3 separate regions of the Sus scrofa genome follow, and all the other regions are linked to region 3. A link is a contact called in public Hi-C and HiChIP or PLAC-seq data. All regions are on one chromosome and are shown on one strand. Each heading gives the region's core, a stretch centred on a gene start, on an enhancer-like site or on the middle of the called end of the contact. The rest is flanking DNA. Distances are from core to core; before and after follow the strand shown. Region 1 overlaps NFIB (nuclear factor 1 B-type). Region 2 overlaps NFIB (nuclear factor 1 B-type). Region 3 has its middle 360 kb from the start of MPDZ.

Region 1 (4,433 bases), core at 34-2,533, 530 kb before region 3:
AAAATGTTCTGTCTTACAAAGGTCCAAGAGGTATGTGTGTGTATGTATTTCAAGTGAGTGCTAGTGAATAGACAGTATTCAAAATATACCATTACAGAGACATTAGACATTCTATAATGTTGAAGATTTTAAGAAATAAAGTGGAAATCATTGGTGTGGCTGTGCTGTGTGTGGACATACAATTAAAGCTCGAAAGACTGGGCATTTAGTGAATAAGCAGTATGAGTGTAATGAGTGCCACAGGTCCAGGTCAGCATTATGGAATTCATCTTTCACTTCTGAATTTTCTCTGGTCAGAGACAATGTTGGATTCAGATGAAGCTTAGTAATGATTGAAGTATAGTACACCAGGCCTGCCGTGTCTCTCAACCTAAGCTTACAATTGTGGAACACCCTAAAAGAAAAAATCCAGTGACCTCATTATGTAGTATTTGGCAGCTGTGGACACAGCATTTTAGCTGGGACTTTAATAGAGAAAAGACAGGACAGAGACAGTACACATCCTGTGAGATCTAGGTGTCCTTCTGAAGCATTTTAGTTTATAATTTAAGGGCTTTTTGCCTTCCTACTCCGAGCAGCCTGGACAGTTAAGAGTTCCAGTCAGCCCCTCCCTCCCCTGCCCTCCCTCCTTTTGGTCAATCCTTGGAACTTGCATACACCATGGATTTGGTCTCGATTTTTACAATTAAGTGGGTTTTGTGCTCTGGATGTTTGCCATAGAAGGGTCTAAATCTTTTTTTTTTTTTTTTTCCTTCCTTAAAATGTGTTACTCTGATGATGTAAGAGAAGCACAGCCTCTTAAGGAAAGAAAAGGAAGCCCGTGAACTATTTGGGAGGTTTTCATTTTGCATACACCCATGCTTTGCGAAAGACTTTAAGTCCGGGTCAAAATCATGCCCTTGCAAATAGGAAAATGTGGGCTTGGCTCATGCTTTTGCTGGAGTACATGTCCCCGGAGTGGGGCGTTCTTATTTTACTTCTTCCCACAAAGTTGATCGGGTTTCTCTCACGAGGAGAGGGCCCTCTGGGCCTAGGCCTCAGTGAAATGCAGGGGAGACCCCTGGGCGCCCCTTTGCGACGGGGAGGGTCCCCGGGGTGCTCTGGCGTTCGCGTCTCAGGCCGCTTTGTGAAGCAGGGTGTCGTACCGAGCCCCTTGCAGTGGGAAACGTGCTTCCGCGCTTGCTCCGAGGCCCGGCGGCCGCCGCCCTCCGGCCTCCGCGCGAGGCGAGGCGAGGCGAGGCGGGCCGGCCCGGCGACATTTCACGAGGCCGCTTGGCAGCCATTTTAGATCCTGCCCGCGCTGCGAGCTCCTGGCTGCCAAAAACTGCAGCCGCTCCGTGCCAAGACACTCTTGGCAGTGGAGATAAACTTTGTAGAGATACACAGTCCAGAAATATCTTATAATTACAAAGCACAGGGGGCAGAATGTTTTTACAATACAGCTGTGCTAATGTAAACATTTAATTTGGCAGCCTTCTCCACCCACTTTTCAATTAACCGGGTTTAGGCAGATACTTTAGGTCTGTAATAAACTTTATTGCTACTTCTCGTAGAGTACAGTTTATGAAACACAGATTGGAGGGGCTTTGTTGGGGGGTTTCCATGCATATAGGAAAGCACATGGTGAAGGTTGTGCTGCCATGAAGGGGAAGTGTAAGCTTTCTGTCTCAGAAACCGCTACAGGCCCGGCTTGACGGAAACAGTTGCTTTAAGGGGAGAAAACTGTGGGGGCTGTCTCCTTTGGCTTCTTCAGCCTGCGAGAGGATATTAATAGAAAGAGGTAGAATCACTTATATAGCTACAAAAAGACACTTGTGTTGGTGATCATTAAAAAAGATAAATGTCCCCTGCAATGCATGAGACTGTTTCAGAGATAAATTCCCAATAACAGTTCTTACAGATATAATTATAATAATTGTGTAATCGCCGTGATAATTATTCTTATAGAGTGAAAGAAATAATTTTCTATCTAAAGTAGCATTCAACTCTTCAGCTCACAAAGCTAGTCAATAGATCCTTTTCAGCTAACCTAGAAAAAAAAATGGTAGAGGTCATAGAGTTTTAAAGCTAAATTTGGTTTTAATTGACATTGAGAAAGGGAATTTTTTTTTTCATAAGGAATATGACATCACATTTCATGATAGCTCTTTGCATAGATGTGTTTACACATTTCTCAGATAAATTAGAGAATACCATATACATGCCAAACGTATGGATATTTCATTTTTTAAAGACAAAGAAGGCATTCAGCTCATATTTTCATGTCTTACCATTTAGAAACTTTGCCTTGATTCTGGTTTTTATGGTTTTTAAAAATTATCTTTTTTTTTTTTTTCTCCACTTAATGGTGGATTTTCATAATAGCAAACCATTCTTATATTTTCCCCTCAGGACTCCATTTGAGTGCCTCGTTTAGTCTGGCTCCAACACCATTCAATCTGTGGGGTGTGACCATAAAGTAATTTTCAATTTGAAGTTGTATTCTTCTGTTCAGCTCCCAAAGCTCATCACCAGATCCCTTTCAGCCATCCTGAGAGATGATAGTGGTCAGAGAATTTTGAAGTTGTACTCTTATTATTTTATAGTCTTGTTATTTTTATCCTCCAATAGCTCTTTTGCCATCATATTACCTTTATGCATTCTGCTCATCACAGCTAAACAAGGCATTTGCAATGGCTTTTATTCTCTCAGATGTTTTACTCTTTAAAAACAAAAATCAAACAAAAAATGTTTGTCTCACAGCTAAATCCGTGTGTGTGTGTGTGTGTGTGTGTGTGTGTGTGTATCATGTCAGTTCTATTTTCAAAATATAATACCTGAGGATACTGTTTATTTGTAAAATTTAAGCAGCTTATTTTACCTGTTAGCAAGTGATAAAAGCACAACACAGATTAAATTGTATGCTGCATGAAGAGAAGGACAAAAAATGTTTTGTCCTCTGCTGTAGACTGAGCTCCAAGGATGATGCATCATGGAATCTTTTGGTGCTCAATCTTGTGTTGGTGGTAGTTTTTTTAAAAAAATTCTTTTTATTGGGAGTCTCCTTTGTGGCTCAGCAGTTAATGAACACGACTAGGATCCACGAGGATGCAGGTGCAATCCTTGGCCTCACTCAGTGGGTAGGATCAGGTGTTGCTGGGAGCTGTGGTTGTAGATCACAGATGCGGCTCCAATTTGGCATTGCTATGACTGTGGCGTAGGCTGGTAACTGTGGCTCCGATTCACCTCTTAGCCTGGGAACTTACATATGGCACGGGTGAAGCCCTAAAAAGCAAAACAAACAAACAAACTTTTTGTTAAAGTAGAGTTGATTTACAATGTTGTGCTAATTTCTGCTGTACAGGAAAGCGAGCGACCCAGTCATTCATATATGAATACACACACACACACATATATATATATATATATATATATATATATATATATATATGTATATATCCCTTTTCTTATATTATCTTCCATCACGGTCTATCCCAAGTTGTTTTTTTTTTCCCCTAAAATAAACAATGGGTAAATCTAGTAAGTACAAGTTGGAATCCTAAATACTAACTGTTAATTAACTGTATAAATTGGTAGGTCATTATGAAACTTTTCTTTGGATTGTTTTATTTTTCTTTGGGAAATTAATGCTCTTTGTCTCAATTTCTTCATGGACGGTGTATCCAAGATAATATCCTTTCTGCAGCTGAAATGAACTCCCTGAATTATACAGGACAGAGTACAATAGAAGGAGGTCACAGTCTTGTGCAGGGAAGCAGCATCTAAGCCGCCAACCAGGAGGCAGTGTTAAAAGGCCTTTATTGGAGATATGAGCAAGGTGTTGCAGGCCTGGGGGTTGGCCTCTTTAGGTGGGGGAAAGTGAGATTCAAGGAAGATAGACAAAATTCAAGGCCTTCGGAAGGTGAGTTAGGAGTTCATCTAGCTGTGAAAAAAGGGATATTTCTGAGATAGAATCTGTGCGGGCAAAGGCATAGAGCCTTGCACTTGCACAGCGTGTTCTAGGAGTTTCCCCGGCATGTTGGAGCTTAGGCATTGAGAAGTTAGATAGAAGAAGAGGTGCAAGGTGAAGTTGTCTGATGGCCTAGTGAGCAGTGCGGCTGGGCTAGGACCAGATGATGAACAGTTTTCAATGCTGTGCTAAGGATGTCATAGATTGTTATGGGCAGTCATGAGCTATCAAAGTGTTTTAAGGATTGAAATGGTGTGCTTCCTGCAGGCAGTGCAGAGGATGGAGTCTGACTTTATTGTGAAGAGGAAATTCTCTTTGCCTGAGGAGGTTCAGACTATTGTCAGATGAGACATGAAGGCTCAAGGAGGTATTTTAGTAGCATTTTGGAAGGAGCTGAGGGAGTGGCCTTAAGAGATGGAATTTAGGCCAACAACTTAATGTGAGGTTTTAGGAAGATGGGGTTTCCATCTCCCTAAATGGTGTA
Region 2 (4,585 bases), core at 2,018-4,517, 580 kb before region 3:
AACACTGGTATTTCAGCAGATGAGTGGAAGGCCTTTAGGGGGCTATTAGAGAACCAGTGCACTAGAGTCCAGTAAAATAAATTAGTTCACTTCCAATCAGCAGACAATTATCGAGTACAAGTCCCTGAAGGTGCATATCTCCTTGCTTATATGCTATGTTGGGTGAAAGAAATTAGCAGGTAAGCCCATATCAGGTGGGTCTTTAAGAGAAGAATGAATATGGAGCTACTGAGATGCAGTGCAGGGGCTCAGCTTGTTGTGGGAGAGGAGGGAGCATCTTATGGAGAGGTAGTGTTTTTGTTTTTGTTTTCCTCTTCCATTATAGGTTGTTGAGTATAGTATAGTTCACTGTGCTGTACAGTAGGTCCTTTATCTGTTTTAAATATAGTAGTTGGTATATGCTAATCTCAAGCTCCTAATTTATCCCCCCCTTTTCCCGTTTCATAACCATGAGTTTGTTTTCTGCCTGTGAGTCTGTTTCTGCTTTGTAAATAAATTTATTTGTATCATTTTTTAAGATTTCACATGTGTGATATATGATATTTGTCTTTCTCTGTCTGTTTTACTTCATTTACTATGATAATCTCTAGGTCCGTCCATGTTGGTACAAATGACATTATTTCATTCTTCTTTATGGCTAAGTAGTATTCCATTGTGTGTGTGTGTGTGTGTGTGTGTGTGTGTGTGTGTGTGTGTACCACATCTTCTTTATCCATCATCTGTTGATGCACATTTAGGTGGCTTCCATGTCTTGGCTCTTGTAAATAGTGCTGCAGTGAACATTGGGGCACAGGTATCTTTTTGAATTAGAGTTTTTTCCAGATGTGTCCAGGAGTGGGATTTCAGCATTGTATGGTAACTTTATTTTTAATTTTTTAAGAAACCTCCCTATTGTTTTCCATAGTGGCTGTACTGATTTACCTTCCCACTAATAGTATAGGAGGGTTCTCTTTTCTCCATATCCAGAGGTGGTATTTTTGATTGACCTCAAAACATGGGTATTGTCATGGGAGGCACATAGACTAGATGAATAGCATGAGCTATAGTCAAAGGGCAAGAGAATGCAGGAGACATTATACAGTGTGGCTGGAATACGGAATCCATGCAGCACCATCAGGGGCCATATGGACAAATATGTTGTGGTTACCTCATGAGGAGCCTTAGATGTTGGCTTGAGCAGTATATACTTACCCTACAAATTCCTCAAAGCTATCTAGGGGCAGCTCCCAGGATATTACTTATTCTCAAAAGAGAATTTCAGACAACTTGCCTTAAAACATTTAATTTGTGCATTATTTCTTCACTGTCAAAAGGATCAAAATTTCCCTTTCTTTTTTCCTTCTGGGATTTTTTGTGTTGTATTGTCCTAGGCAGAGAAAACCACACATGACACATGTACAGACTGTTCTCTCTTTGTACATTTCCAGCCTTCCTTGAAACAATCATCTTGAGAACTGTCAAATTATCCAGCTATAATCTAATTGGTAGTGACTGCTTAGTCCCTTTGCACCAAAGAACTCGTATCCAGCAAGCTTCTTTCTTTCAAACATTTGTTAGTTCATTAAAGATGTTATGTTAGAGGTATGCTGTGAAGATGCATCTGAGAAGGAAATAAAAAAGCAGGACAAAAGATAAGTTGAATAGTCAAAGATGAGCTATAACCATCAGGGAGAGTTAACTATAGCACCTGATTTTGATTGAATAACTGGTGATAACATTGACTTTGAAGTTGTTGCCAATCTGCTTAAACTTTTTTTCATGGATGGAATGAATGAAAATTAAGAAGCATTGATGTAAAAATAATTTTTTTTTGGAGGGGGTTTGTTTTCCTTCCTTCTGTCCTAAGAATCTTACCTCCCTTTTCTCCCTCCCTCCCTCTTTCTCCAGTCTTTTGTAACCATACACTTTCCTTGACAGATTGACTTCTGCTTGTAAAAGTTTACCTGGATTTAATGCTGGTGATTGTCATGGGTGCAGTCTTTTGATGCGAAGAGATGGGAAAGCCACTCCTCCTCCAACAAAGCTGATAGATGGAAAACTCTATCTGTAAACCTTAAGACACTTTGTATTTAAAATCTTCTTCTCAGTCACTTTGCTCAGAGTTTCCCCAAGGTAGTATTTAGTAAAAATGTAACAAGTAGTGAATAATAGAGAATTCATTTGCTCATTCATTCATCAAACATGTACTGTCTTTTATACTAATTGTGCAATTAATGGAATTATTACCTTCATTTTTCTTTCACATGTTAAAACTGAAGCAGCTTGTTTTCTCTTAATAATGTAAATGTTTAAAATTGTTATAATTCTTACCTTAGTGCATATTTTTCCTCAGTAGCTTTACTACTTTTATTTATTGACAGGAAAAAGAAAAGATGGAAAAAGCCACATATCATGACAAAATATAAAATCTCTGTATACTATTTTTAACTTTTAAGGTATTTTCAGGACTTAACATCTTTTAAAATGAATGTTTTTAAATGAATTCATCATAAATAGGTCTCTAAACACCCTAAGAAAGAAAGAATAAAGAGGATAATCAGCAATAAATCAAAGTGCTTAAAGCACTTGGGAAATTATTTCTAGACTTTGAAAGTGGTGTCCACAAGCTCCACCAGTCCTTTTACTATTCCCAACACTTAGATTTTCTCCTAAAGGAAGGAAAGGCTAAAAAGTAGACCTCATTTTTATTTCCCTGTCTTGGGTTTTGAGGAGTGAAATGATTTTTCTTACTGAGAGATAAGGGTAACCACAATTTTAAAAACTGGCTACCCCTTGGACACATGTACTCTTGCAAATCCTGTAGCAACTGAAAAATCTCCAGATAGATGTAAAAATTAATTCATGTCCTACTACCAGGCAGGGAATGTGGGCACATGTGGATAAAGCTGACTAAATCCCACAGAATTTATGCGGCTCGCCTATTAAACCTCAAATAATGTAATGGGAGTGAAAGCCAAGGCCCGTTTTCTCTTGCTTTCCTACCCAGCTGGTTATTTATAAAAGTTGGACCTGTTTGTTTTCCGCCCCAAGTGTGTCCCCTGTCCAGTGAGCCTGAGTCTTTCCTGGTCGTGGAGGGGACTCGGGTACCAGGATGCAGTGCAGGATCGGGTCACTGGAACTGACACACGGGGATGAGCAGGCTTTCCACAGGAGGCTCTAGGGGCCCCCCGGGGCTCTGGTGACAAGGCATAGCCCCTCGGTGTCTGTGTGACCTCTAACAGCTAAGTGCTGGCCTCAGCCTCCTGCACTCATCCCATTCGCAGGAACCTGAATGACTGGTTGGTCTGGTCCGAAGAAAATAGCACTGACATCATGTGATTCTGGCAAAGTAAACCACATTGGAACTTGGCCTTTGAATACCCAAGGGGCTGGCAGCAATCGCAGGGGTTGGCTGGGAGCCCCATTGAGTTCACTAGTAATCATTTGACTGCTGAGCTGGACAAGCTGCCCTAGTTTTTCTGACAAGCTCTGTCTAAAAGAATGATGGGCAGTCTGCCATTAGGATTTTTGAGCAGAGTTGCTAAAGATTAACTCTTTAGCTACTGTATGTATATCTTGTCCTTTGTTCCACGTCGGAGCGTAATTAGGTAAAACTTCCATGAGAAGGTTCCAATTCCTCATTCAGTTACTGCACACGGAATTCCTGTCTTGCACAACAAACACCCATAGGCAAGAAAAAGCACTGTCGAACGTTTTATGTGTATGTTTCAAAAGAATGCCAGTGGATGAGTTTTCCTTAAAGTTTCTAGTTTGTTTTAGACAAAATGTTATCATTTTTAATTAAGCAAAATGTCATTTGCATCCTAACTGTCCCTTGGAAATAGATATTAGCTGAGGGAAGCCTTTGAAAAAAATAGGAACACTTAATATATTTTTTTATGATAGATGTATCAATGCATATACTTTCCAATAAAAACTTGATAATTCAGGGTATTCTAGAAGAAAGGAGGTAATGGCAGTCATTGTGTCCTACTCCAAAGAGGACATTTTTTTTGGGGGGGGGATAAATATGACAACGTGTTTACCTTCTTATCTTTCACTAAGAAAGGTGATGCCTTGGAAACTTTTATTCCTTTTCCCGCAAAGTTAATTAAAGTACCACTGATAGAGTTAAATGGGTTGATCAAATAATTCTGTATGCTGTTGCTCCTGGTGATGAACTCAAGGTGTTTCATCTTGCTTTATACTGGAATTTTCCTAAGGCACGCTCCCTTTCCTGCAGATAGCTGTGACAGTCTCGGCTGGCCACCACAGTTCCATGACAGGGCTTCAACACTCTGTTGTACAATCAGATGACAGCAGTGGTGGTGCCGCAGTGAAAGTGCGAGGCCAGCGATGTGTTGAGAATCTTGGTTCATCCACATTTGGGAGTTTTAATGGCAAAAACTGAGGTTCTGGACTTCTTTCTTCTCTTGGGTCAAGGCTTTCATTCCCCACCCCACCCCTGTAAGAAAGCCCTATTTGAGGAATGGTATGATACCTCTGTTGTAATATATAAGAGATTTGTGACAACAGCCATCCAGGGACATTATTTTCTGTCCAAGAATTTGCCCCACACCTCTCATCTCCCTTCCCCCAGCACAGT
Region 3 (4,173 bases), core at 562-3,061:
ACAAACAAACTTTTACAACCATAAGTTGATTAGACAGGGATTTTTAAGACATGCCAATAAAACACACAGGAAACTGGATATTGAGGTCCAGGAGAGAGGGTTTCAAGATTTAGTACTAGCTAGGTATGGCTTCTCCTTCCAAAGGTACTTAAAAGCTAAAATAGGTTTAATGAGTTTTTTTTTTTTTTTTAAGAAGCCGTATAAGTATTCTGAACAAGAAAGAATATAAGGTAGTTAAAAGTAATTTTTCCATGTAAAATTTGATCATTTATCTGCATTCTGCAACACTGTATGCCACACCAGTGACCAGAAAATCACCTTCATCAGGCTCAGTGTTTTTCATTTCAAACTGATCCTTCCTTGGCAGATTCTTATTCTTTAACTCCTTTTTTGAAATACTTCATATGGACAGCTGTCCCTCTACAGTTAGAACAACTGCTCTGTAGTCTGGTAGATGCTCAGGTGGATAATGTTATACTTTGTTTCCATTAATTCAAATGAAAGATCACTTTTGTTCTTTAGTTCCATTTGGGAGAGCATCCCATATTCTAATAGATGCTTGGGACGCAAAATGGCCATATCAGCGGCATGTTTACAAACTGTCTCTGAACCCATGATGTTTGCATTTGGTATGTATCTTCGGTTTTAGCCCATGAATTTTATTTCATTTGAGATATTGTATGTGACATTCCTTTGCTCACAGTATTTGTTTCAGCAGGGTAAAGAGGAATTGTGAGAAAAGCAAGACATTTGCACTTATGTGGACACTCATAACAAAAATTTCCTGCTTTAGGCCCTTGTGTGAGTTATATATCATCACTGGTTTTTCTACTTTCTCAAATATAAAAAGGATATACTAATGCTTTCTTCAGCAGTCTATTACAAAAATTAAACAGATAATGCACTTAAGAGTGCTGAGATATAAAGGTGTGCAATGCAGTTTTTCTACTTTCAGAGTGAATCATCTTCCAGCTCTATCCCCAAATTAGGGGGTGGGGAGGATGCTGGTGAGAGACTTACTGGTATTTCCTTAGTACTAATTAAGGGACAAATGTTTAAATATAAACCTCTCACGCAGGTAATTATTTCCTATAATATTTATGATATAATTGAGTACTATATTGTATACCATAAATTATGGCTTAAAAATGACTTTGTCTGCGTTCCAAATTACAATTTATGTTTCTATGGGAAAATGTATTCCAGATTTTAAATAATCAACTCAAAAAAAAAAAAAAGAAATTTTGTATCATAGCCTACTCATAAATCAAAACTGGTAAGAGTATCTAACTTTTACCTTTTTATATCCTAAGATTTTAAATTTCTGCAGAAAAGGTCCTATCAGTGACTAATAAGATGTTTTGTTCATAGTAGGTAACCAGTAAATCTTTTTTGGTTTACTTTGATTTTTACAACTAAGGATGAAAGGAGATCAACAGGGGCAGGCAGATTGAATATAAACGTGGCCCCAATTTGTCTTCTCTCTATATCTACACCTCATTACAATGTGAATTTGCAACTCCTCCTTCAAGAACTAGATTCTGTCCTTCTCCGTGAGATCTGGTCTGGCCTTATTCCAGAATGTGGCTAAGGTACAATATGCCAGTTATAAGTCTCAACTAGAAGAGGCCCTTCCTGCTTCCATACTTTCTTGGAACTCTGCCACAGTCATTTAAATAAACTAGACTAGCCTGCTGGAGAGTGAGAAATGATGTAAGGAGAGTACAACTGTCCCAGCTAAGGTCAGCCCAGACCAGTTTACAACCAGCTGACCTCCAAATATGTGAAAGAGCCCAGCCTAGAGCTGCCGGCTTAATCTCCAGTCGACCACAGATCCAAGGGTAAACCCAGCCAAGACCAGAATAGCTACTCTGCTGACCTGTAGACTCATGAGCAGTCATACATGCTTGTTGTTTGAAGTCACTGAGTTTGAGGTTTGCTTGTAGCACAGCAATAAATAATTCATATGTCAGCTAGGTTAGGTTCTGGGCAATGTATGGAGGCTAGTTTGGAAGTATTGTGGGTATATCATGGTGGTCACAAAAATGTGACTTTAGCATTTCAAAAAGAAATTTTTTTAGCTCACTAGATTATTCAATTTTAGAAAAGCAAGCTACAAGAAAACTGTAGGCATTAGTCTGGGGGATAAAAATGAATACATATATTTTCAAGTACCTTTTAAAATCTTGGTGACCTCTAAAAATACCAATTACCTATTAGAAGGCCAAAAAGCTGTGTGCCATGCATCTAAATCTCAGACATTCCAAAAAAAAAAAAAAATTCCTCCTGCTTTACGGGCAATAAGTATCCCAGAGGCTATTCTGGAAGAGGCTATTCTTGGGGAAAGCATCTTTTAAAAACTAGGAAGTCAGCCTGCCCAAGAGAAGCAATAACAGAGCCCAGGAAATATGGGCAGTCAGATGCTAACTCAGAAGTAAATAGATCCCCTATACAGACACACACACACACACAGAGACACACAGACACACACACACACATACACACACACACACACACACAGCTCTCTGCAAGCAATGGCAAAGCCCACAATATGCAGTTCTTTAAATAAATTGAAGGGAGGAAGCCAGCCAAAAACAGCGAGATGGATATAGTGCAAAAGGTCCATAGAAAAAATGAGAAAGGAGATAACAGAGACTCAATTAATTTTTGGCTGAAATCATTCCTGAGGAAGACCTTAGGGAGTTTCCCACTCTGAAATTGTCTTTTGACAGAACCAGGTCAGAGGTAAGAGAACAAATAATACTAAAAGCACGAGGTGTGCAAAAATGAACTAGCAGACTGTGGGTAATTCATTTGTACATTCTCATCCTGGCGTCCAATCTGGTATTTTGAAGAAACTACAGGATGAGAGGACATGTTCACAACCAAAATGTGCAGAGGACTCTCCTCAAAGGACACTTGATTTTTTATCTGGGCATTGGCAGAACCTATGTAAAAGAGTGGGATTGTGTGCTGGTTATGCAAAATATGATTGAATTTTTTTTCAAGCTGCTATAGAAGGTTAGTATAGAAAGTGCAGTTTCTTTCTCCCAGATTTCAAAGGAGGGGAACCAAGTTTTATGCTGTGAATTCTGAGTTTTCTGCTCCAAGCAGTTATTCACAGCTTTTGCCAGTTAGAAATAAAAGTTGCCCTCAAACCATAACCCCTACCCTAATTTAATCTTTGAGAATAGTCTAGGATTGTTGAGTATGGGTTCCTGAGGAAGAAGTGGATGAAAGCTGAAGGTAGAAGAGATGGAAAAAATATGGTATGCCTGAGTTTGGTGAAGATTCCCTAAGACTGAGAGAAGCAAGAGGGCTTGGGTGGTTTCCACAAATGGCAGATGGGATCTGGAGTGAGAAGTAGCAGCAGGGTACCTATGTGGGCTACTGTGTGAGGTGTTGAGAACAGTAGTGAAGATTTCAGTAATTAGATCTGAGGCTGGCAAAGAGGACCGCTGGGGCAGACGAGTCTGAGTAGGCACAGTGTGTCATGCTCGAGTGATGGCAAGGGCAGCCTTGGCAGAAACAACAGCTAATCAGAGGAGGAACAGCACTGATGGTAATTTCCATGGACTAAGAGCTTGGCTCATGCCTCTGTTTTTTTGTTGTCCAATGATCATTAATATCAAACGCCTCAACTGTCTTGAGTGGGATTCAGAACTTAGATATGTGACATTTATTGTGTATGAGTATTCCCAGAAAATACTTAACCTACTCCTACAACTTATCAAAGTGAAATCAGAGGGGAATATCTTTAAAAATAGAAATCATCACTGATTATTCTCTTTGAATTATTTGACTGGGAAAATAGGCCTGAGAAAAATCAGCAAATTGAATTTATTTAGCTGTTTAAAAGACCTTTTGCCAAATTTCTATGACAAGAGCTATTTAAAATTTTTTCTATTTTGAATTATGAAATATTTCATATATTCTGAAAAGGTCAGAACTTGAGATAAGAGACACCCAAACACTGACCACCCAGATTTAACAGATGTTAACATTTTATTGAATTTGCTTCAGATTCTATTTTAAAAAATAAAAACAAAATATTGCTCCTGGAGCTAAAATCTCAACTCCATCCTTCCCCCTCTTGTTCCCTAGGGATGCCCATGATTCTGAAGTGACACTCTTTTGTATTTGATTATGAACCACATATTTTGTGTTTTCTAA

What was found. Hi-C and Micro-C count contacts between places; a contact is called where the count stands out from the background. HiChIP or PLAC-seq counts read pairs in DNA pulled down with a chosen protein or histone mark.
Region 1: a contact with region 3 is called in a Hi-C map of skeletal muscle, with 7 times the contacts expected there. The contact joins two enhancer-like sites. A contact is called at or near these places in 2 of 47 Hi-C or Micro-C datasets (both in skeletal muscle) and 1 of 2 datasets of contacts at active chromatin or transcription factors (skeletal muscle).
Region 2: a contact with region 3 is called in an H3K27ac HiChIP or PLAC-seq map of skeletal muscle, with 5 times the contacts expected there. The contact joins two enhancer-like sites. A contact is called at or near these places in 1 of 47 Hi-C or Micro-C datasets (skeletal muscle) and 1 of 2 datasets of contacts at active chromatin or transcription factors (skeletal muscle).

The regions. Positions count from the first base shown.
Region 1 is chr1:208,295,703-208,300,135 of Sscrofa11.1, forward strand. The region is part of intron 2 of NFIB (nuclear factor 1 B-type); the gene reads left to right. Among named protein-coding and RNA genes, the nearest start is that of NFIB, 120 kb to the left of the region's middle. Within about 2 kb of position 1,284, at least 35 of the 83 cell types and tissues checked have an H3K27ac peak or open chromatin away from gene starts, as enhancers often do. A contact at or near this core is called in skeletal muscle, where this site is marked.
Region 2 is chr1:208,243,349-208,247,933 of Sscrofa11.1, forward strand. The region is part of intron 2 of NFIB (nuclear factor 1 B-type); the gene reads left to right. Among named protein-coding and RNA genes, the nearest start is that of NFIB, 63 kb to the left of the region's middle. Within about 2 kb of position 3,268, at least 35 of the 83 cell types and tissues checked have an H3K27ac peak or open chromatin away from gene starts, as enhancers often do. A contact at or near this core is called in skeletal muscle, where this site is marked.
Region 3 is chr1:208,823,505-208,827,677 of Sscrofa11.1, forward strand. No RefSeq gene overlaps it. Among named protein-coding and RNA genes, the nearest start is that of MPDZ, 360 kb to the right of the region's middle. Within about 2 kb of position 1,812, at least 16 of the 83 cell types and tissues checked have an H3K27ac peak or open chromatin away from gene starts, as enhancers often do. A contact at or near this core is called in skeletal muscle, where this site is marked.